Regions from separate parts of the Rattus norvegicus genome. Here region 1 is linked to region 2. The links are chromatin contacts, called in public Hi-C maps. All regions are on one chromosome and are shown on one strand. The core of a region is the stretch at or near the end of the contact, and the rest is flanking DNA. Distances in the headings are between cores, read along the strand shown.

Region 1 (4,264 bases), core at 1,466-3,965, 76 kb before region 2:
ATTCATGGACAATAGGCAGAAGTTTCCTTCAAAGCTCTGCAAAGAAAAGAAGCCAAAACTGGATTCCTGTTCCTTCCTCTGGGTGTCGGAGATCAGCTCCTAGATATCAGTTGTATGCTGGGAGGAGAAGCTGGGCTTTGGCGAAATCCAACCTGGATGAATGGAGTCTGGGAAGAACAGGTAGTCACAACGCCAGCTGCTAGGCAAGCCCCCAGCTCCTGAAAGAGCAGATGCTAGACATAGAAAGTCTGGGCAGAGAGTCTTTTCGTCGTTCTGTGAGACAGTGCTTTGACCACACCCTGATAAGTGATCTACCTACTCCTGTTTTCTCTTTCTCCTGATAGGTAAACCAAAGGACTCTCAGGAAACAAAAACAAATAGGTTCGAAGTTCAGTCTCCCTCAAGAGAAGGCTAATGATGAGTAGAACATTGGGAATACGTCCTGGTCATGTCTGAGACCCTCTAGTGACACAAGGAACCCACTCAGGAAAGTCAGTTATGCATCGGAGAACCAGAAGTCTCAGAGCTAGAGAGTTTTTGGCTCAAAGTGTTGTTTCCTTTTCATTCCCACCCATACATCACAGTCCTGCCTTTGAGTCACAGAGAATTGGTAGAAGGTTGCTTTTGGATTGACTGGAAGTTTCTGTGGAGATAGAGTTTTATAGGCCTGCTTCCTAGCCCACAGGAACCTTAGTTTCTCATGCAAAATCCAGTCAATGTTAGGACCTCTCCCATAGGCAAGCTGTCTGTGTTCAACAAGATAGTCTAGACCAGCGGTTCTCAACTTGTGAGTAATAACCCCTTTGGGGGTCCCATATTAGATATTTACATCGCAATTCATAACAAGTAGCAAAATTACAGCTATGAAATAGAAATAAAATAATTTTTACGGTTGGGATCACCACAACATAAGAAACCGGGTCAGATCATTAGGAAGGTTGAGAACCACTGGTCTAGACTGTCACAGTCCCTGACTCTTGAGAAGAGACTAATAACTCACAATTCTCAGAATCCCCAGGAAAGTGGTTTGCAAAGAAGGGAGAGGGGATATTTGCAGCTTGGGAAAGGGTCGGGCAGGGATATAGACTAGGATTCATGAAACCATGAAGGTTGAAGTGTTGCTCCCGTGGAGTCTTTTGATGGGGAAAAAGAAAGAATTAATCAGAAATTCTAATCTGTACACTTACGATGCCGCCATTCACAGCCTCTTCCCCACCCTCTAGAATACTTTGCCCAAGGTCTTTCTTGTCCAAGATCTCTTCTGATGTGGACTGAATTATGTTCTACAGAAAGATGCCGAAGCCCTCTGTCACGGTTCCTGTGAATGTGACCTTACTGGGAAATGGTCTTTATGCACATAACCACATTAAAATGAGGTTATTAGGGTGGGCCTTTGACCAATACAGCAGTGTCCTTGGAAGAAGAGGTCAAAAGGAACAAGGTATCTGGAAAAGGTCTGTGTATCAGTACACAGAAGACAGCATTGAAAACAGGCAGAGACAGGTTACATAGTCAGTCAATTGAACCAGCAATAGTGATCAGAAGCTGCAAAAGCCAAAAAGAACCCACTTCTCTTTAAAGTTTTGGAGGGAGCATGGTCCTGCTGATAGCCTGACTCCATCAGACTTATTTTGTCTGAGACAAGGACTCTATATAGCCCTAGCTAGCCTGGAATTCAATGTGTAGACTGGGCTGGCCTCTGACTCAGAGGAACCCTATGTGCCTCTGCCTTTCAGATGTTGGGATTAGAGGAAAATGCCTCCACACCTCCTACTTCTAACCTCCAGAAAGGCTAATCAGCTTTCTGTCACTCAGCGTTCAGAAACTAGCAGCCTTCCTGTTGTAACTGCCTCAGCTGTAGGGGAAGCCGTGAATGAGCCTGTCTTCGGATGCTAAGAGCTGAGAACTGCAGCCAGAGGAGGTTGCCTGACATTCCCTTTGGGCAGGGTTGTGGCTGCACAAACCTGTAAGGTAATGTATGCCAAGGGCCAAAGATACTGGATAGTCAGAAAGAGTGGGAAGCAGGAGGACGGGTGTCCGAGTTGTGTTTCTGGTGATCTGCAGATGAAACTTCAGCAGCAATGGGAGGAACCTGCATAAAGGCTCTGAAATGGGGGACAGGGAATGTGGGTGTCGGGAAGAGAAGGAAGAACAGTATGGATTTAACCCTTGCAGGTTCTTGAAAGGCATGCCTTCCGGAGTTCTTTGAACTGTGCCAAGAACACATGGTCTAAGAGGGCATCCATGAGCCTCTGCATCCTGTCTGCTTTGCCCTATCTCTGTATTTCTTTACTACACACCACACCAGCCAGTTTAATTTTCTCTAGTGGCCTCTGACACCCCTGATTAACACCCACATGACCCACATGATTAACACCCCAATGTCCCTTAGAAAAGAGCCAGTCTGTTGCACACAGGCCAGTGTATTCACACTAACGTTTCCATGTGGACACCATAAATCTCAGATGCTTTAAAACTGCGTACATCAAAGACCCACGGGAACAGCCTGCTCCACCTTTAAAAAAAAAATCGACATATTTCTAGTAGCTTCTTTCGGTGGTCGTAGTTTTACTCACCCTTGAAAGAGATACAAAGGCCCTTTCCGCCCAGGTCCTTAAGTTGCCACACCACAGACCTACTGCTCAATGGTAGCGACTTTTCTGTAAGTTGTGGGGAATAGGAGCTGTAGACTCTGTCCCCAGATATGTGACCCTGGGCAAGTTAGCTCGGGTCTTTGAGACATTCATTGTTCCTAGGAGCAGATTTTCCCTTGGGGATGTTCAGGCGTCGGGTGTGTGGACCACCTTCCGGCTGCCCTCTTCCGCTAGGACGTGGGGTTCCAGGCTCTCCGAGTGCATCCAAAGGTTCAACTCCTGGAGCTGCTGGAGCGTACAGTGACAGCCGCAACAGGCATGCGCGACCGATAGACGTTGTGGTGTGGCTCGTGCAGTACTGCCGGCAGCCTGGGGCGTCGTTGCAGAGCCTGTGCTCCAGGCTCCTAGCTGTAGAGTTCCATCAGCTACTTAACCAGCCCTACTGCCCACTGCTGCGAGGATCCGAGCCTGAGACCCCTCTGTCTCTTCTGCTAAGTCCGAGCCGGAGACCAGACTCGTGGCTTTAGTTTTTCTAAGGTCCTGGAAGCTGAACATGCTTTGTTTGGGGATAACCCAGGACTCTGCTTGGAAGAGCTCCCGTGGCACTCCTCAGATCTAGGTTGGCATGCTATCCAAAGAGCATGCGATGAGCTCTCAGTGCCAGTTTCTGTTAGACTGGAGCTGCTGCCTCTGGGCTGTCAGTTCCTCGAAGATAAGATCTGTTTTTATTCGGGGAAGCCCTAGAATCTCTCTTGGTGATTGACATAGTGGGTTTCCGGGCTTCCCAGAGCCATCTGCATTCTTTAGAACAAGGATATGTGAAACATGGTGCATGATAGGGGCCCTCCTTGGATAGGGTGTAGGTCCAGAAGGCAAGGAGAGTGCACGCAAGGATAATGATGGTCATGGTGTTTATAGAAACTCAGTGAAATCTGTGCACAGCATGGGCTTTAGACAGCACAGGCACTTGTGGCTAGGGCTTTAGAGATGCAGGAGCTGGGCGGAGTATAGGGATTTGTAGGGAGGGGGGGTGGCGCTCAGGGCCAGGGATACAGGAAGATCTAGGCTTATCCCCAGGCTTCCTCTCACTGGTCATCAATCCTGCATCCAGAGTGGTCCTTCTACAGAGCTAACAGGCTAAATCAGTCTTCTGCCTACCTGTTGGTCCAGGACCCTGCAGTTTTAGGGCTGGGCCCACCGAGCCTTTTAAGTCAGTTCCTACTCTGCCCTCCTTATCCTATAAGTTTGCTTTCTTGCTGACTCCTCTCTGCACTACTGCGCACCAGACTTAGACTCCTGTTACCCGGCCCCACAGGCTTCTGACATGCTTTACTTTTGCCCTTCCAACCCTAACATCACCTTCTCAGAGGCTTTGCTAAACCATCATCCTGCCCTGCCCCCACCTTCCCATCCTGTGTTCGATGTTATTCATGAGTGTAACTGCTCACTTTCCTGTTCTTTTTTTCTCTTCTACAAAATAAACCACCACTGGTCTTGTTTAATCTTAGAGGCCCAATGCCTGGGTAGGAAAGCCTGGGACTTCTTAGGATCCTAAAACTTGAGTTGCCCTTTATAAATTGGAAAAAAAAAAATGTGGTCTGAGGCACCAAAGCACGCTCATGTTTGGTTCCAAGTCAGAACCTGACCTCCAAGCTGGTTCTGTCATCTGA
Region 2 (4,146 bases), core at 985-3,484:
TCCCACAAATATGATTTTAAATGTCTTACCGAGGAGGCGGCAAAGGAGTCTGCAAAAGGAAACAGAACTAGGAGTTAAGTTCACTATTTCTGGGTAGGGCCTTCCTCTTCCTCCTCCTCCTCCCCCTCCTCCTGCCCCTCCTCTTCTTCCTCCTTCTCTTCCTTTTTCTACTCCTCACCTTTCTCCTCCTCCTACCCCTCTTCCTTTTCTTTTGTTTTGGAACCTAGGACTGAGCCCAGGGCCAAACTGGGCCACCACTGAGCCAAATCCCCAACCCCAGAATGTTTTGATTTTTACCACTGAACATGAAAAATGATGATTGAAGTTCCCCAGGACACAGTATTCAAGTGACATTTAAGCTGTGTCTTGCTGCGTCTCTATGTCTGTGCCTTTGGGGAGCAACAAGTATATTTGAATATTTTTCACTTACCTTGTTCACCTTTGTGTATTTGAATCCTAAAATGTAAGACAGAGAAGCCAGTGAGTCCCGTGGAAAACTGGAAAATGTCATCAAACCCTCTCGAAGGGACTCTAGCCAGCTTGAGTGTGGCAAACGACCCTGTCAGCCCCTGCTCTTCTCAGCATTCCCTCTCTGCCTTGCTACAAGCCTGTTAGATTACATTCCTAAAGCCACGTGCATTCCCTTTTGTGGCCACTTCCCCTGAGGCTGACTCCCAAGGTCCAGCTATCAGACGATTAAAGTCCAGCAATCAAAGGCCCCCTTTGGGTCACCTAATTAACACGCCCAATTAAAATTAAACACCTCATCTGTCATGGTTTGAATATACTTGGCCCAGGGAGTCATACTATGTGGAGGTGTGGACTTGGAATAAGCATGTCACGGTGGGTGTGGGCTTTAAGACCCTCACCCTAGCTGCCTGGAAGCCAGTCTTCCACTAGCAGCCTTCAGATGAAGATGTAGAACTCTCAGCTTCTCCTGCACCATGCCTGCCTGGACGCTGCTATGTTCCTGCCGTGATGATAATGAACTGAACCTCAAAACCTGTTAGCCAGCCCCAATTAAATGTTGTCTTTTATAAGACTCACCTTGGTCATGGTGTCTGTTCACAGCAGTAAAACCCTAACTAAGCCATCATCCTAATGGTGTTTGTCATTTTACCTTTTATAAAAAGATATTTTCCTATCTGGCACATCTACTTCCTCTCTATTCAGAGGCAGTCCTTTGTTCCCCAGTGACAAATACTTCTCCTCCCTCTGACTCATTTCCTTCCATTTCTCTCTTACCCTCTCTTTTCCCTGTCTTTGTCTCTTATTCCCTGGCCTCTGTCCAAATAAATGTCCTTGGTGCTGGGAACTTGGTCTTGGGGATTGTGAATCAATACTTTTTCTTTCAAAGATTACAAATTCTTCTATGAAAACCATGCCTACATGGCATTCTTTTTTTTTTTAAAGAATTATTTATTTTATGTATATGAGTTCACTGTAGCTATCTTGAGACGCACCAGAAGAGGGCGCCAAATTCCACTACAGATGGTTGTGAGCCACCATGTGGTTGCTAGGAATTGAACTCAGGACCTCTGGAAGAGCAACCAGTGCTCTTAACCCCTGAGCCATGGCATTCTTAGTGATATTTACTGGGATCTGTTCAGTTGCCAGGCATGATGCTGAATTCTTTAGTGTAGGGATCTTATTGCATTTTCCACCCACCCTGCAGAAACAAAGCATTTAAGATGTGGGGAAATTCAACATCCCACAAGCTAGAGAAACAGAAGCAGATTACTGTGAGTGGTGTGACTCTTAAGGACCCCCGACCATCACCCTCTCACCATCCCTCATCCATGCTCTTGGAAACCACCTTGCACTTTCTGCTCCCATGAGCTATGCAATTTCAGGTTTATCTATGTGACCGTGTGCAGCACTGCGTTTACCCAGGCAGGAGAGACAGATTGCTTCCGTGGTTGGTCTTGTCGCTAATGCTTCAGGGACATGGAGTGGAGACAGCTCTTCCAAGATCCTAACTTCGATACCTTTGATGGATACTACAAGGAGGATTCTTGGGTTGCAAGATCTAATTTTTTTTTCTTTTTTCTTTTTTTCAGAGCTGGGGACCGAACCCAGGGCCTTGCACTTGCTAGGCAAGCGCTCTACCGCTGACCTAAATCCCCAACCCCACAAGATCTAACTTTAAGTTCTAGAGGAAATACTATACTGTTTTCCCAGATGGCTATGCCAACTTGAATTCTTGCCAACAGCAGGCACTGCCCAACGCCTTGTACTATTGCTCAAGATGGGAAGCTTGTGCTTAAAGCATCATTCATCACTCCAGGAAGCTGCTGAGGGCTTTGTGGTAAGCATGGGAGACCTTCCTGATGTCTCGTGTGTATATTCTGTGTCTCTATTAAAATGTTGGGCTTTTAACAACCGAAATGTAAATAAGAAATACTCAAGTTAATAAAGATAAAAAAAAAAAGAATATTAGGTCAAAAAAATGTTGGGCTTTCTCTAGCATTGTTTAGTATTCTCGTCCCTCTCTTAAAATTTTAGTATTAGTAATTAATAACAGTGTTGAGAGCAATAATTCTATCAAAATAGCAACAAACCACAGGTGCCCAGCGCCTGGCCTTGGGCTGCTCGTGGTACAGGGTAGCTTGCTATGCCGCAGTGTCATGTAACGTATGCACTCACCAGCCATGAACCTCAGGGTGGACATGGATTTCCTGTGCAGTTCAAGACAACGAAATTTCTTTGCTCTGCGTGGCATAGAAAAGCCAAAGGCCTGGACACCCCTACACCCTATCAGCCACAGCAAACATGTACGCTGGCAAACACCTATGGCAGGGCCTGCCCCACACTACCGGTTTAGAGGTCAACATTTCACAAGGCCACTGGTCGGGGTGACCTTAAGGGTAAGCAAACTGAATCACGCAGGTGAAGTAACTCATCACATGGCTGTCAACTTTTGAGGCACTTGGGCTAAAATCCAGCAAGGTTCTTTATTTTCCACTAGGGGACTTGTTTAATAAAGCAGGTCAGGTATTTGCAATAATGAAAAAAAAAGATAACATTCAGAGTGGATTCTTTTTTTTTTTTAGATTGACCTTTTAAATTATTATTATTATTTTTTTTTTAGCAGTGCACAGATCGAACTCAGGACCTTAGGTCGTGCTAAGCCAACAGTCTACCCACCTAACCACACCTCCAGCCTGGCCTGACTTCTGGTTCTGCTATTCATTATAGGTTCAGACAGTAGCAATCTAACAAACTCCTGGACTGAGGAATCAGTGGGCATCCTCAGCCACAAACACGGGGAGATTTCTTACTGCCTTGGAATTATTATGTGAGATAAATGAATTAGAGCATGTCAAGGTATGCTTCCTGTTCTTAAAAGTTTATTATTACACCTTTTCTGCCTCCTCTTCCATGGGGCTCCCTGAGGTCTGAAAGGAGGGATTTGGAGACAACCCATTTAGAGCTGTGTGTTCCAATGTCTTTCTATGTGTAATGTCTGACTGTGGGTCTCGGGATTTGTTCCCATCTCCTGGAGGAGGAAGCCTCTCTGGTCTTGGATGAATAAGACGCTGATCTATAAGTGTAAGAATCAAAGGGGATGAGGACAACAGGAGAACAAGGCCCTCCGAATCATCAAAGCTCATATGAACTCACAGAGACTGAAGCAGCAAACACAGGACCCACATGGGTCTGTACCGAGTCCTTTGAGTATATATTTTAGCTTTCAGTTTAGTATTTTCATGGAACTTCTGAGTGTGTGAATGAATGGGTCTCTGTTTTTTGTGTCTTCTACTGAAGCTAGTTTTCTTCTGTTGATTTGTTTAGTCCAACTTCAATACGATCGTTTTTGTTTTGTCTTATATATTATTTTGTTGTTTGATTATTAAAAATTTACTACTTTTTAAGAACGTCGAGGCGTAACTTTTGACGCACACTTGGTGTCTACTGTGCAATGGAAGGCTGGGGGGGATTCTTGGCTACTCTCCTGACAAAGTCCACAGATGTTCTTTAGTGCTGGGAAGAGTTTCTCATCACTCAGGCCAGATGACCCACAGGGCCTGCCTTGAGGAATTGCCCCTCCACGTGTGAGGAGGTGACTGGCATGTGTGCCATCTGGTGGCCAGTGCTATAATTGGCATTCTTGCCCCTCTGGTCCTTCCATTTTCAGGGTGCTCC

The links. Hi-C and Micro-C count contacts between places; a contact is called where the count stands out from the background.
Region 1: a contact with region 2 is called in a Hi-C map of liver, with 7 times the contacts expected there. The contact joins the promoter of Zfp518b here to the enhancer-like site in region 2. A contact is called at or near these places in 2 of 12 Hi-C or Micro-C datasets (kidney and liver).

What each region holds. Positions count from the first base shown.
Region 1 is chr14:76,332,033-76,336,296 of GRCr8, reverse strand. It overlaps Zfp518b (zinc finger protein 518B), which reads right to left and starts at 2,715. Exons shown (of 3, transcript XM_017599488.3): 1 at 2,577-2,715. LOC120096632 (a long non-coding RNA gene) reads left to right here and starts at 42. Exons shown (of 7, transcript XR_010057564.1): 1 at 42-180; 2 at 1,737-1,971.
Region 2 is chr14:76,256,064-76,260,209 of GRCr8, reverse strand. It overlaps Clnk (cytokine-dependent hematopoietic cell linker), which reads right to left. Exons shown (of 20, transcript XM_017599489.3): 9 at 431-456; 10 at 30-49. Among named protein-coding and RNA genes, the nearest start is that of Zfp518b, 75 kb to the left of the region's middle. Within about 2 kb of position 2,234, at least 2 of the 93 cell types and tissues checked have an H3K27ac peak or open chromatin away from gene starts, as enhancers often do. A contact at or near this core is called in liver, where this site is marked.